Regions from separate parts of the Sus scrofa genome. Here all the other regions are linked to region 1. A link is a contact called in public HiChIP or PLAC-seq data. All regions are on one chromosome and are shown on one strand. The core of a region is the stretch at or near the end of the contact, and the rest is flanking DNA. Distances in the headings are between cores, read along the strand shown. Region 1 overlaps RBMS3 (RNA-binding motif, single-stranded-interacting protein 3). Region 2 overlaps RBMS3 (RNA-binding motif, single-stranded-interacting protein 3). Region 3 overlaps RBMS3 (RNA-binding motif, single-stranded-interacting protein 3).

The links. HiChIP or PLAC-seq counts read pairs in DNA pulled down with a chosen protein or histone mark.
Region 2: an H3K27ac HiChIP or PLAC-seq map of skeletal muscle shows a contact between it and region 1, with 8 times the contacts expected there. The contact joins two enhancer-like sites. A contact is called at or near these places in 6 of 47 Hi-C or Micro-C datasets (embryonic fibroblasts, fibroblasts, heart right ventricle and 2 more) and 1 of 2 datasets of contacts at active chromatin or transcription factors (skeletal muscle).
Region 3: a contact with region 1 is called in an H3K27ac HiChIP or PLAC-seq map of skeletal muscle, with 4 times the contacts expected there. The contact joins two enhancer-like sites. A contact is called at or near these places in 8 of 47 Hi-C or Micro-C datasets (alveolar macrophages, embryonic fibroblasts, fetal skeletal muscle and 5 more) and 1 of 2 datasets of contacts at active chromatin or transcription factors (skeletal muscle).

The regions. Positions count from the first base shown.
Region 1 is chr13:15,714,105-15,718,810 of Sscrofa11.1, forward strand. The region is part of intron 4 of RBMS3 (RNA-binding motif, single-stranded-interacting protein 3); the gene reads left to right. Among named protein-coding and RNA genes, the nearest start is that of RBMS3, 750 kb to the left of the region's middle. Within about 2 kb of position 2,882, at least 29 of the 83 cell types and tissues checked have an H3K27ac peak or open chromatin away from gene starts, as enhancers often do. A contact at or near this core is called in skeletal muscle, where this site is marked.
Region 2 is chr13:16,151,597-16,156,302 of Sscrofa11.1, forward strand. The region is part of intron 7 of RBMS3 (RNA-binding motif, single-stranded-interacting protein 3); the gene reads left to right. Among named protein-coding and RNA genes, the nearest start is that of TGFBR2, 630 kb to the right of the region's middle. Within about 2 kb of position 2,650, at least 11 of the 83 cell types and tissues checked have an H3K27ac peak or open chromatin away from gene starts, as enhancers often do. A contact at or near this core is called in skeletal muscle, where this site is marked.
Region 3 is chr13:15,971,664-15,976,369 of Sscrofa11.1, forward strand. All of the region lies in intron 6 of RBMS3 (RNA-binding motif, single-stranded-interacting protein 3), which reads left to right. Among named protein-coding and RNA genes, the nearest start is that of TGFBR2, 810 kb to the right of the region's middle. Within about 2 kb of position 2,103, at least 6 of the 83 cell types and tissues checked have an H3K27ac peak or open chromatin away from gene starts, as enhancers often do. A contact at or near this core is called in skeletal muscle, where this site is marked.

The DNA of each region.
Region 1 (4,706 bases), core at 1,632-4,131:
CAGCTACTTTGGCTATTGTGGCCGTTCTTATTGATTATTGTGTTGTAAAATTTCGACAGTGCTGTGAAGTTGTCGAATATTATTTTGGTGGCTCTGAAATGACAGACATTAATAACATTCCTGTGAGCTGAAGGCATGAAAACGTGTCCTGTTTTGGCACTTGGGCACTGGGGGAATGGGAGGAAGGGTCAGCGTGCAATATTTTAAAATGTGGGAACTTTCTGACAGCGTTAACACCATAAATGCTATGGTGGCTCAGTATAGCATGAAAACAACCAGATTATTTTAGTACCACTTTTTGTTCCTTTCATACTTATATCTCAAGATAGAACCTGTCATAATTTTGAAGTAAATGCACGCTGCTTATTATTTATTTGGTAAGCCTAGATGGAATTCATAAAATCCACTGGTCTTTTAGCCTTGGCTTGCACTTATAATCCAATTTAAAAATCACTGCTATTTTAAATGATTCTGTTATAGAAAAGACATTTATGGTTGACAACAAAAATCGTATTCTGGTGATACCATGTCCTAAATTAGTCTCTAAATGTAGGTGTTTTTAACTAACCACAAAAGCTGTTTGCTGACATTAGTTTTGGGTGGAAAATCTTCACAGGACTTTAAAGAAGTAAAATGTTTATTATTGTATTTGTTCAGAAAGTGCCAAAATACTGACCCTTCTTGTTCTGCCAAAACATGTATTTTAGATGCAGCTGCTCTTACGATAAAACAAAATAAAAATGGATTTTTAAATACATGTAAATGTCTTCCATTTTCTCAAATGCATTTAAAGTTTAAAAAAAAAAAACCGCGTCTCCCTTCCCTGTCTTCTCTTTCTCTTATTACCCATCACATTAGAAGCAATCTCTTTGTTGCTTAAAGAGAAAAAAAATGGAAATAAGATATTTATGCTTTTGTTTCTTTGAAAATGTTATATTAGAAAAGTTATGTGTAAGTCAAATACAAGGAAAACCTATAGTTGACTTGTGGCAATACCTTGTAGTAATATGGGTATAATCTGCTTTCTCTTCCAGACCTCATATTAAAAGTTGTCACTTCTCAGTTTTCTTTTTGGCCTTTTTTTTTTTTTTTTCCTATTAAAAGAAGCAATTTTAAAAGGAACATTACTTTTGGTTAGGAGTAATGAAGAAATCTTGGTGACAAGTCAGAATATTTAAAGAGGAGACATAACTGGATTCAAAAAGAGTTTCATCAAAATGAATTTGCTGTTGGCAGGCCACTCTGAATAATCACCAAGTTTTAGAGAAAGGAGAGCTGAAAGTAGTTTATTGGCTTAATGATCACATACATGATGATGTTTGATTGAGTTGTAACCTAATATTTCTCAGGAATTTTGTTACAGCCCATTCCAAACACCCAACCTGTTGCTATTGCCCTGTGAGACTCAGGGTGGATTTCTATCTGTACTGAGGCACTTTGGGGAGGTTTCTTGGCAAAACAACTTAGTTGAACTGGGAAACCTCAAAAGAGTAAAACATAGTCACAGTCTGATGAGTTGATATTTTACAGTTGAGAAATAGATACCTCTCCCCTAGGTGATCTTTGGAAAACTTTACTCATCTTTATAAAACTTAAAAATTCCCCCAAGCACACACAGCAAGCTTGCCTTTCCTTCCTTTCCAGAGCCTTACCAGTTCACTCTGTTCCCATCAGTTCAGTGCAGTTTCTTATCACATTGTTCTTTCATCCATCTCCCGCCTTCCTTCTTTGGCCATCTGCTTCCCCAGAAGACCTTGAAGAGAAGGTTTCAGACCATAGGACCCTGACTAAGTTTCTCTGGCTGGTGGTGCTCAGATTCTGTTCAGAGCCTGGTGTGAAGTTGGGGTCAGGTGGAAAGAGTCATCCATCAACGGCACACTGATTTCAGGCTGAATTTCCAACCATCTGCAGCTGGACGGCCGCCCGGCTGTGAAAGTCTAGCTGGGCCCAGTTGTGCCATGGAAAGAGCAGACCCTTGAAAACACCAGGCCTGAGCAGTTGCCAAAGGAAGAAGGAGGCTCCTGAGGGGGTAAAGGATATTCTTAAAGATGTGAACGTACAGATCCTCCAAAAGCAAAACCAAACAACCCTTAACACATTTCTTGCAGATGAAAATGTAGAAAATTTTGCTGAGGGAGGGAGTGAGTTTAGAATTTCCTTAGTACTTCCTGCCTCAGATTTGCATTGATAGTCAGAGTTGGTAACTTGCCAGTTTGAAAACAGCCTTGAAAACTCCCAAGTACTCTTTTCCTTTGAAAGCCTGAAACATACAGAACTGGTTTTCTCAAAATCTTCCAGCAATAGTATTTTTAGCTACAACTCCAAATATTTCTTACACTTTGGAGGTGGGGTGGGGGGCGGAGGCAATGGTAGCATGAAACTATGATAAATCTTGTCTCATTTTAGAATGTATACTATTTTAATTGGTTTGAAATGAGAGAAATACAGAAAGAGGTTACTCTCCCTCTTCAGCTGCTGTTTTCTCTCTTTACTCCTTCAAATCTTTGTTATCATTGGCCTTTTCTTTTCTATAATGTAGTCACTGTTTTCACAACACTAAATCTAGTGCCTACTTAAAAGGAGTAGATACGTAAAAATATCATGTTTTTTTCTCCCCAATAATTCCAAACTTAAAGGAAACACCATGCATATTTCTCTTAACAGTATCTTTCCAACACATTTTCCTTTCACTTTCTCTCCATTTGGAAAAAGAAGAACAGAATTATAACTCAAAACTGTTTCCATCAAATAATAAAAAGCATTTCGGGTTGGACGTGGGGGCCATTGGAAGGGACAGAGGCCAAAGAAGAGGAGGGCGAATGCAAGTCATTTCAGGTCTTTCTGGCTCCAGGAATTCTGGAAAGCTTTGTTTTTGCACTACTATGATTCACACAATCCTCTTTGACGTTATCAGTCTTTTTGGCAGAAGAGGGCTCAGTCACAATTATGCCCATGCCAAATTCTAAGAAAATCGGGCTTTTCCTTTAAAAGAAAATCTTTTTAGTGTTGGACTTCTTATTCAGAGTAAATGGTTGATGTTTATCCAAAATTGGCTTCGAGTACTACATTAAAATTGTGTTTTGTAACAGTCTCCTAAGCCACAGCTGTATGTGATTAAATAGTGTAATATCAAAAGCATGTGAGTAGACATTTTTATGCTATAGCTGTTCACAGTAAGAGTACAGATGGAGCTGACAGGAGACCAAGAGCAAAAAGGTACTCGTGTGTTAGGAGACGTGTATTGAGGGTCTGTGTTGCTGGTTTTTTTTTTTTTTTTTTTGTACTAGTGGGAAAAATGCTGAACTATTTTGGATGTGATTAAAAAATATGCTCTTTGAAAATGGAAACAGAAACAAAATGCCAATTTTTATTTTAAATATGGAGTGCCATTTAATTGCAAAACACATAGTTCCTGAATGAATCTGGAAGCAATGCAAATGGAAAGATTAAGTTTGTTCCCAGGAAGCACACATTCAGAAAGCAAAAGTGAAGTTTGCTTTTCTGTTTGGAAATTATAAATGCTTTTCTCCTCTGGTGTGTGTGTGTGTGTTTGGGGGGAGGAGAGTTTTTGTTTTGTTTTGTTTTTTGCTATATTAATCTGTGGAACTATTATTACAAGAAGATTATAGGTCATTTGCCTCTAAACAAAAGAGTGATAGATAATTAGGATCCGTAACTTAGAGCAAAACAGGTGGTAGCATGATTCTTTGTTAGGATATTTGAAAATATGGTATTCAGTTTGCTATGAATACTGACCTTTTATTGCCATTGTTAAAAGTTACATAGTCACACAAGGAGACACAACTTTAGATTCTATTTCTTTAGCAGAGATTTTACAAAAGAGAAACTTTAGCTACAATGTTTTTGAAAGCCTGTTTGTTCATGAAAACTATAATCTCTAGCCTTCTAGAGATTATCAGTCTATAGGATTACTAATACTAATAAAAGATGTAAAAGATATGTTAGTAAGTAATTGTTTGGGGGGCTAGAAAAAGCTTATAGAAGCAGCTATTGATGTTCAGATTTCAAACATTCAAAAGCACTTTTAAAAAGGAAAAGAAGAGGGGTGGACCGAGGTAAATTGGGTTCTGATTGCTTTTGTTTTTAATTTTTCTTTTTCAAGTTGACATTCGCAAAGAATTTGTTCATGTGAATTTGTGTGTGTGTGTGTATGTGTGTGTGTGTGTGTGTGTGTGTGTAGATTTATTGGTCAGGAAATATATACCATGTGGAATCAGATATCTGAGTAAAGCCTTGCTGTTCAGAGCATCAACCTCTAATAGACATTAAATTTCAAGAGGATGGATAATATATGATAAGACATTCATTCTGCTTTTTTGTGGAACTCTGATTTGTATGTCAATGAACCGGTTTCTAGGACCGGTTCCCTAAGATGCCCTTCCAGGCCTAGCATTTCTGACTCTCTTGTTGAGATAGATGAGGCTGCTTTGATTTTTAGGGCTATTTGGGAAATGAACTGGGTTTTGTGCCATTGATGAGTTTTTGTTCAGGTCCTCCATACTTTCTCCAGAGCAGTTCAAACGCTGCTTTGCTGACTCTGGAGACTTGGCAAATGTAACTGTCTGCATCTTTTGCTGCATCTAAATCTAGCACACCCAGAGAAGTACCTCTGTCACCCAGGAGTGGGTGGAGAGCAGTTCCCAGGGGTGGGACCAATCCACAGGCACTACTGAATCATTATCATT
Region 2 (4,706 bases), core at 1,400-3,899, 440 kb after region 1:
GTAGGGTTATAATCCTGTTTTATATTTGATGGGTCTTAGTAATGCAAGCAAATTCACCGCTAACATGTAAGGGATCGCCATGTTATGTGAATGGCGTGAATGAAGGCCCCAAACTTTTATCATTACATCTAGAATCAAGCATTACTTCCTTATGAGACTGGAGAAAAACAAAGTGAGAAGTATATTGGTTTTAGTCTGTGTAGAAGGTTTTACAATTTTTGAGTTAACATGCATGGCTCTATGAATTTTTGCCTTTGAAAAAACTACCCTTTTGATTTAGGATTTGAAAGAATTATTACCTACATTATCAGTACTCACTGATGCTGCCAATTCAATTATCTACAAAGGAGGGCAGTGGTGGCCAAGATAAACTAAAACAATGAATTATCCAGAATCATTTATGTTTGTCCTGAGGTTCTTTTTCTTACATTGAATACAAATGCTTTATATAGTACACATTAAAAAGTATAACTTGTAAATAATCTGCCCATGGATAATTGAAAAAACAGACTATATTTAGATTTTATTCTTTCTCTAAGAAATTATAATCATATATAGTAATAAAGATGAAGCATTACATTGAATAAGAATCATTTTTGGTAGCCTATCAGTCACAAAGGACACTACAAGGCAGTAGATGGATAATGAAGTTAACTGAATGAAGGCATAGTTGAAAGACACTTGGGAATAAAATAGGGTGTCATTTTTCAAATTACATTCAGAATTTCCTTAGCACTTGCAAACAGAATGGCAGATGATTCGTATTAGAAACTGACCTTACTTTAAACTAACACAACATTATAAATCAACCATACTTCATTAAAATAAATTTAGGAAAAATAAATTGATCCTACTCATTCAAATTTGGTTGTTAACAGTGTGTGTAAATTTTAAACAAAGCAACCCTTGAAGCCATTTTGAATTTAAAAGTTCACCTCACTTCTATTGGAATTTTTATATGCCTTTTCAGAGTTGGGAATAAAAAGGACTCGAGCCGTATCAGTTTATATGAACTTTTTTGTTTTTTCATTGAAGGGAGATTTTCCTTAGGAAAGATAAATATTCTCTTTCTTCACCGTGTCAGCAGTAAACAGTGATATCTCAGTGAAAAAAAGCTAAATCTCATTGCATATATTCCTTGTTCAGCACTATACCTGTGCCTCAACATAGGTTTTCTCTTTGTTTCTTCAGAAATCTTGTGAGGGGCCTCACATTAAACTTGGAAGGTGCTAAGGCTCAGAAAGTTTGAATGAGTCACTGGAGGTCACGGGGCTAGAAAAGTAGCAGGTGTCCGGTTCTGAGTCAGGCAGCCTGACTTTGTCATCCATTTTCTCACCAAAATACGGAACAGTAGTGGATGTCCACTCTGTCCTAAAAAGGAATAGAATCTGCTTCAAGGAAAAACATTAGCTCAAAGATGGAACGCCGTCATGTGTCCATCTCAGTGACTTCTCTTCATCCATTTAACTGTCAGACCATGCACATCAATGCTTTTGTTTTTAGGACTTCTGAAACTGAGTGCAAGGAGTTACTGTTTCTTTGGAGGCTTCTAAGAAGTATCAGGATGCTGCTTGCATGTTTTTTTATTACTTGGCCTGAATTCATGTTATGCTTTATGGGGATGCCTTAATTTCTGCTTCAGTATAAACAATTGTTTATGGAACCATTTTAATATATGCCAAGGGACACTAATTCATTCATCAAAAATATTGGAGCACCTCCTGCATGTTAGGCTCTGTGCCAGGCATTGAATACAAAACAGTGAAGAAAATAGACAGTATGTCCACTTTCAGGATGTTTACTTCCTTGCGGGAAAAGAGGCAAGCAACATGAGTTCTAGAGGCCACTCGATTATATATTGCTCTAATGTAATTCATCCATGAGCTGTTAACATTCTTAACCTGAGGACATTCAGAAATAAAAGAGATTTACCTCTTCCAAGGAAAATATTTTTCTGATCTCTGCCTTGAAAACTACGAAGTGTCATTTTTTAAATGTATGGATTAGTATAAAGTAGTATGCAAATAGCAGGATTTGAGGCACATACTTGTCTATTAACATGGCCTGAAATATTTAATTGTTGTAAATAGCAATGATTATTGCATATATTTTGTATAAAGTTTTTAAGGTGTTCTGAGATACATGGATGATTATGTACCTTTTGTAGTCAATCATTTTTTTCCCCAAAGTGGACCTCAGTATGTTTAACCCAGTTGATTTCACTAAGACACACAAAGACCTAGAAACCTTAAGCCCTAAGCTTTTCCATAAGTAACTGTTCCCAAATATTGGGTCATCCTTCTCAGCTTGTTAGCTCGGAGAGCAGCCAGGTCTGCAAAGAATGAATTCTCATTATAACCTTGTCCAAAACTTAGTGTCATCTTTCCTATTTATTGGAATCAAGTTGGGTTCATGAGCCCTACCTCTACCATCTTGACATGTAATTTTGGCCCATTGTTGAATGCATCTCTGAGACTGCTCCTGGAATGATTCTCTCTACGTTTGCTGGCTCTCTGATCTGTCCTGAACATGTCTGGAAAGACGGTTTCAATGTTTCGGGTCTGTGGATTTGGCCTGAGTGTGAATAACTGGGTCATGTTCCTGGCCTCAAAGAACTTGGAGCCTGGCCGACAAAGTTGCCTGATGAATACAGTCATGGAAGTTGGAACAGAAGGAGACCTTAGAGACTGCCTAATCCAACCATTTCGAACAGATGCAGGGACTTCAGTGCCAAGAGGGGTCAGTCACATGACTAACCCAGGGTCTCAGGATGAACTTGTAGCAAAAGCCAGGCCAGAATCCGGTTCTCTCCTCCAAAGATCACCCTCTTCCCATGGCTCCGTACACAGGCTCTAATTTTTGGCATGCCTGTTCTTAACCTCATAAATAGGATGGACTGTTGTAAAGTTTGAATGGATTTATACTAAGGATTAGCTATTGTCTTTTGTGATTAAAAAAATCTCTGGCTCAGCATAGTGACTGAAGAAAAGGTAAATAATAAAGCACAATGACTCACTTTTTTTAAAAAGTGAAAGTGAACTGTAGCATAACTGTTAAATAAGTTAAAATTCATATACTTTTGGGTGGCCTGTAAATATCAGAGTCACTGTGTTCTTGGGGGGTCACTTCGTTCCTCGTTTTTCCTCTTTATAAGTTGACATGGTGCTATGGTTGGGCTACTGTGGCAGCAGGGAGACCAGTGAAGAGGCTATTGTAACCCAGGAGAGAGAGGCCAGTGGGCTGGCCAGTGGGCTTCACACACACAGGTGAGAAGAAGACTGAATTCTGAATGATTTTGAAGGTAGGATTGATGGAACTTAATGAGCAAATGTAGAAGAGAAAAGGAAGAGAGGAGTCCAGGATGACTTGAGACTTGAGGACCTGAGCCACTAAAGAGTTGCCATTTATAAGATAGATGGGGCTGGGAAGGGTCAGTGGGGGTGGGGAGCAGTGTCTCTGGGATGTGCATGTGAAAATACTGAGTAAGCAGGTGAACCCATGAGTCTGGTAATGAAAGGGCAGGACCAGTCTGGAGAGATGACTTAGAGATGGAGTTTAAACTCAGGAGACTTGATAAGATAACATCCTAGGGATTTCATGCAGGGGAGGAGGGACCACAAGACTGGGGGAGGTGTCTTCTCTCCCACATCACAAAGATCAGGTGTGCAGAGTAACTTACTTTGCTTTTCATTTTTTCCATTTAACATGAAAGGTGGAGTTAGTTTGTAGAAAGTGTTGAGATTTAGACAGGCATGCATATAGGCTCTCAGAGGATAACTCGGAAAAAACGGGGGCAGCATTGAATGGACTCTTTTTGAAACTTGGCCCATGATGAAAATAACAGCAAATCTTGAGGCAGATCTTTCTTCCTGGGTGGGTCTAAGTCTGATTATTTGGGCAGTGTGCTATCTATTTTCCATGTTACAAAGCACCAGGGGAACTTATGTCATTTCATCAGATAATAGAGAATTGTTTTAACATGGGAGTGGGGGGAAGAGTAGCATTTGTTGAAGATAATTTTATTCTTTTCTATTGTCCCCACTTCCCTCGGCCCAATGAGTGGTTTTTGTGTGAAAATTTGGTTTTAAGAATATTTTCTGGAAACTGATTTTACTATCCTTTGTGAATTATAAAAATATGTCCTGCAGTCAAGCAAAATGTTTCTTTAATGAACTTATGTGAAACCCCTGGTATGGTTGAGGGTGCCTGTCTGTGCAACTCTGTGCAGGATGTTTAATGAACGTCCTTACCTCACTTAGCCAGCAGCCTGGGATCCTGGGACAGTGAGCTGCATCTACGGCCCAGAGACCAAGCAATTAGTCAAGTGGTAAAATGAGTGTTTGTAACTCAAATCCTATGCTCTATTCTCTGTATACCATACAACATCACTTTACAATTCTCCTTTTTTTTTTTTTTTTTTTTTTTTGGTCTTTTCTAGGGCACCTCCCGCGGCATATTGGAGGTTCCCAGGCCAGGGGTCCAATCGGAGCTGCAGCCACTGGCCTATGCCAGAGCCACAGAAATGCAGGATCCAAGCCGCGTCTGCAACCTACACCACAACTCACAGCAACACTGGATCCTTAACCCACGAAGCAAGGCCAGGAACTGAACCCGCAACCTCATGGTTTCTAGTCGGATTCGTTAAGCACTGCACCACGACAGGAACTCCCAATTCTACATTTCTAACACGTCACCAAAATTTCTAC
Region 3 (4,706 bases), core at 853-3,352, 260 kb after region 1:
CTTGTTTGGGACAAGATAGATGTTAGAAAGTGCCAGGAATAGGGTGGGGGAGGAGAGGACTGGGAGTTTGGAATTAGTGAAGGCTAACTAGTATATGTAGAATGGATAAACATCAAGGTCCTACTGTATAGCATAGAGAACTCTATTCAATATCCTGAGATAAACCATAATGGAAAAGACTGTGAAAAAGAAAAAAAATATATATATATATAAACTTGAAATATATATATATATATATATATATTTGAATCATTTTGCTGTATAGCAGACATTAACACAACATTGTAAATCAGCTATACTTCAATCAAGAAAAAAATTTTTTGGAGTGCCCTGGTGGCTTAGCAGGTTAAGGATCCAGCATTTTTACTCCTATGGCTCAGATCCCTGCTATGGCGTGGGTTCAGTCCCCCACCAGGGAACTTCCCCATGCTGTGGGCATGGCTAAAATTTAAAAAAAAATTTAAAATAAATAAATAGAATAGTGCCAGGCACACTGTCACTGCTCAAAGCACTTAGAACATACAGCACTGTGGTGAATACCGTTCACGTAGTAGCTCCTCTACTCTCACAAGAGCCCTATAAAATAAGCAGGCTCTTATCCCCATTTTCCAGATGGGGAAACTGGAACTCTTCAACATCACGTAGTAAGTGGCAAAACCCAGGTTCAACTCCAGGCTGTGCAGCTCCAATGTCCATTCACTTAACATCGCAATCCTCTACCTCTCAAAATCCCTGCACTTCTAGTTCCCTAAGCATCTAGTGCAGGGCACTGCATGGGTCAGGGATGTTTAAATACTCATTTGAGAGTTCCCTGGTAGATTAGCAGTTTAAAGAATTGACATTGTCACTGCTGTGGTGCAGGTTCGATCTATGGCTCAGGAACTTTCCCATGCTGGGTCAAGGCCCCTCCAAAAACCTGATTTCCTGATTTTTTAATATCATGCAGTAATCACTGATGTTCTTAAGCTTTTACAATCATTTGGGTTGGCTCGTTTTTCAAACTTTTTTTCTTTTATTTTTTTTATGTTTCCATAGTCTCATCTCCCGTAGTCTGACTGTCCTGTGCTTTTCCATATGCACAACTGCACGTTGTTTTTTGGAAGGTAAATTCATAGGATTGGATATCTAGAGATATCTCCTTTCAAGTTCTCCAGTGTTATCTAGGGAAGTGATATTGTCATAAATCACATTCATAGGAACATAATCAGTTGGATTCCTGGAAAGTTAACTTTGATGAGGCAAAATTCTTACAACAGCTCCTTTCCATTATCGACCTGCCAATGATGGCTTAACTATGCTTAAGAAGCTTTACATACATGATGGCCTTTTATGCACAGGGCAATCCTGTGAGCATTCTGATAAAATTTTCCAGTGCCCTTATGTTGTCTCCTTTTTCCTTATCTATTCTTTTTCAATTATGATCATGTTCAGTTTCAATATGAGGACATTTTCAATATGAGGAAACCCAAACTCATGGGCTACACCCAGTGAGCAGCAGAAGGGGGATTGGAACTGTATCTGTTCAGCTACAGAACTTGCAAAGATTTCAGTGGCATGCAATACTTTACAACATGAAAGTACACTGAGATGAAAGCATTGAAGGAAACACAGAAACTCTTTGTGATGCCTAAAGAGTGAGGCTGCGCCTTTAAAATGCACACACTGTACACCAATTTCACAAAACATTTTGGCCAGGAAAAGATAACCTTTACATTCTTAAGAATGGCCTCTTGTGACCTCACGCAGCAGAATTACCTGGAGAATGAATTTCTTTTAGTGAGTAAAACATAAATGAGCATATATTTTAAATGCAATTGGCAAGTCATTTAAACCAAGGCATTCACATCCTTGTCCTCTTTCTGGCCTTTCTTCCAGTTGGGTTTCTGCATATGACCGTTATGGGGATTGTGACTTTAAAAATATATTTTAAAATCCTGCAGTTAGCCTGTGAGGACATTTTTATTCTGTCTCTGGCTGCAGGAACTGAGTTTGACTAGACTCTGTATCAAAATAAGATCCAGAGAGGCATTCCTAAACTTGGACCTTTTGTCCAGGCTGACTTCCTGTTGACCAAGTGACAGCCCTTCAACTGGCCTGGGGTCAAGCTGTCCACACAGAACAGGGAGCAGTGTTCTCCAGGGCAGCACAAGCTCCAAGCTGATGAAAAGGAGCATGAGATGGAACCAAAATTGGTCCGCTTTCCGTTCTGGGTTTACTTGAGTCCAAAGGTCCAAAGGAAGTCAGAGCCATCAAGTGTGTTGGTTGGTAGTTCCATTCTCACTGGGCCTGAGTGATGTAAATGGTCCTATGCTTCCCCTCAACAAATTCTTCAATCTTTGTCCCTAAACACCGGCTTGTGTGAACATGCTATTAGCTGGCAGGGTCCAGTTTCAATATTAGCAGTTCCATTCAGTTTCAAGCTTCTCACAGTTGTCTATGCTGGGTATGAATCTGAAACTGCTGCCAATTTTCTTTACAGGCATTTCAGTATCATCATCCGAGCGCTTATGTTATTATCTCTGGAAGTGTTGTTTTTCAGCTATTTTCTGCCTCTCAAAACACAGGGTGGTTTAGCTATTTTATCAATGAAATTTGAACATGTAGTGTAGTGTAGCTAATGCTTGACTTATGATTTTCTTGATTTCTTTTATGTCACTACCTGATGGAGGAAACACTCAGTATTTTCAATGAGACGATGCCTTAAGTACCATCTGTTTCCTAATGACTTAATGTGTGTCCACAGAGAAAGCACAAACATTTCTCATCTCTCAGATCTTGGGAGAAATATTTAATCTTAGCACCACCCCAGATCTGCTGCTCAGAACCTGTGTTTTAACAAGACCCCTGGTGTTTCATGTGCAAATTGAAGTTTGAAAATCTTTAAAGTTTGGCCCGGATCCACAACTGTGCAACTGCATCTTCTGAGCAGCCCTGAGAGGGATTTTCCAACTTCTCTTTGAACACTTCCAGTAATACGGATATCACTTTTGCAAGAATTATTGGAAAGCCGAACTCTGCCTCCTTATAATTTCCACTCTTAGACCTTGTTTCTTCTCTTTATTGCAAACAGAATAGGTTTAATAGGACCTTTCAAATATTTGAAGGTAGTTAATATTTTTGTCACCCCATCCTCCCTCTCTCCTCTTCCTCTCTCTCTCTCATTGTCTGTCTTCTGTCTTTCATTCTCTTTTATTTGTTCCTACCCTCTCACCTATAACCCACTTCTTATCATTTTATGCGGAGCCAGTGTTTTTTGTTTGTTTTTATTTTTTTACCATTCCTTTTTTTTTTTTATGTCTTTTTGCCTTTTCTAGGGCCTCTCCCATGGCATATGGAGGTTCCCAGGCTAGGGGTTTAATCAGAGCTGTAGCCCCCGGCCTACGCCAGAGCCACAGCAACACGGAATCCAAGCTGCATCTGCAACCTACACCACAGCTCATGGCAATGCTGGATCCTTAACCCACTGAGCAAGTCCAGGGATCAAACCTGCAACCTCATGGTTCCTAGTCGGATTTGTTAACCACTGCGCCATGACAGGAACTCCACCATTCCTTAATTGGCCTTCTTTCAAGATTTTTCAACAATAATTATTAGTATCTTACTAATGGACTCTAGGTGTCAGGCTCCTAAGGTGTATGTATAAAATGGGGTATAATAGATAAAACATTCCATTAGATGTCTCAGTAAGTATACTTTATTGTTTGTGCTTGTAGAGAAGCACAGGGGATTTTTTTTTTTTTTTTTTTAGGACTGTAGAACAAAGACAGAGATGCAGCTACCAACATGGAAGAAATTCTAGCATCCATCTGGAGGCTACCTGGACGCTATGTCCAGGAGGGTCCAGAGAATGACATCATTGTTCCACACGGTCATCAGTGGTGGAGTTTAAAAAAACGGGATTCAGTGGGTTATCTGTATCTGTGAGTCTGCTTTTTCTCATTTTGTTTGTTCTTTTGTTATTTTTTTTTTCAGATTCTGCATCTAAATGAGAATGTGTACATTCGTCTTTCTCTTTCTGATTTATTTCATTTCACCTCCAGGTCCATCCATATTGTCACTAATGCAAAGATTTCATTTTTATTGATAGTAATATTCCTTTGTGAGTAGATAGCACATCGTCCTTATCCATCCTTCTATCAGTGGATACTTAGGTGGCTTCCAGATCTTGGCTATTGTAAATAATGTTTCTATGAACATAGGATGAGTACATCTTTTCTTTTTTTGTGTGTGTGTCTTTTTAGGGCCACGTCAACAGCATAAGGAAGTTCCCAGGCTAGGGATCAAATCAGGGTTGCAGCTGTCAGCCCACACCACAGCCACAGCAAGTCCGGATCCGAGTGGCATCTGCAACCTACCACAGCTCCTGGCAACGCCAGATCCTTATCCTACTGAATGAGGCCAGGGAATCAAACATGTATCCTCCTGCATACTAGTCGGATTCATTACCTTCGTGCCATGATGGGAACTCCAAATACTTCTTTTCTAATTGGTGTTTTTGTTCTATTCAGGTAATTACCAGAAGTGATTTTGCTGGATCTAAAAGCAGTTCTATTATTAATTTTTTGAGGAAGTCCCATACTTTTTTCTGTAGTGGCTGTACCAATTTACATCCCCATGAATATTGCAGGAGTTTTCCCTTTTCTCCATATCCTCACCCACACTTACTATTTGTAATTGTTTTGATAATAGCCATTCTGACATGTATG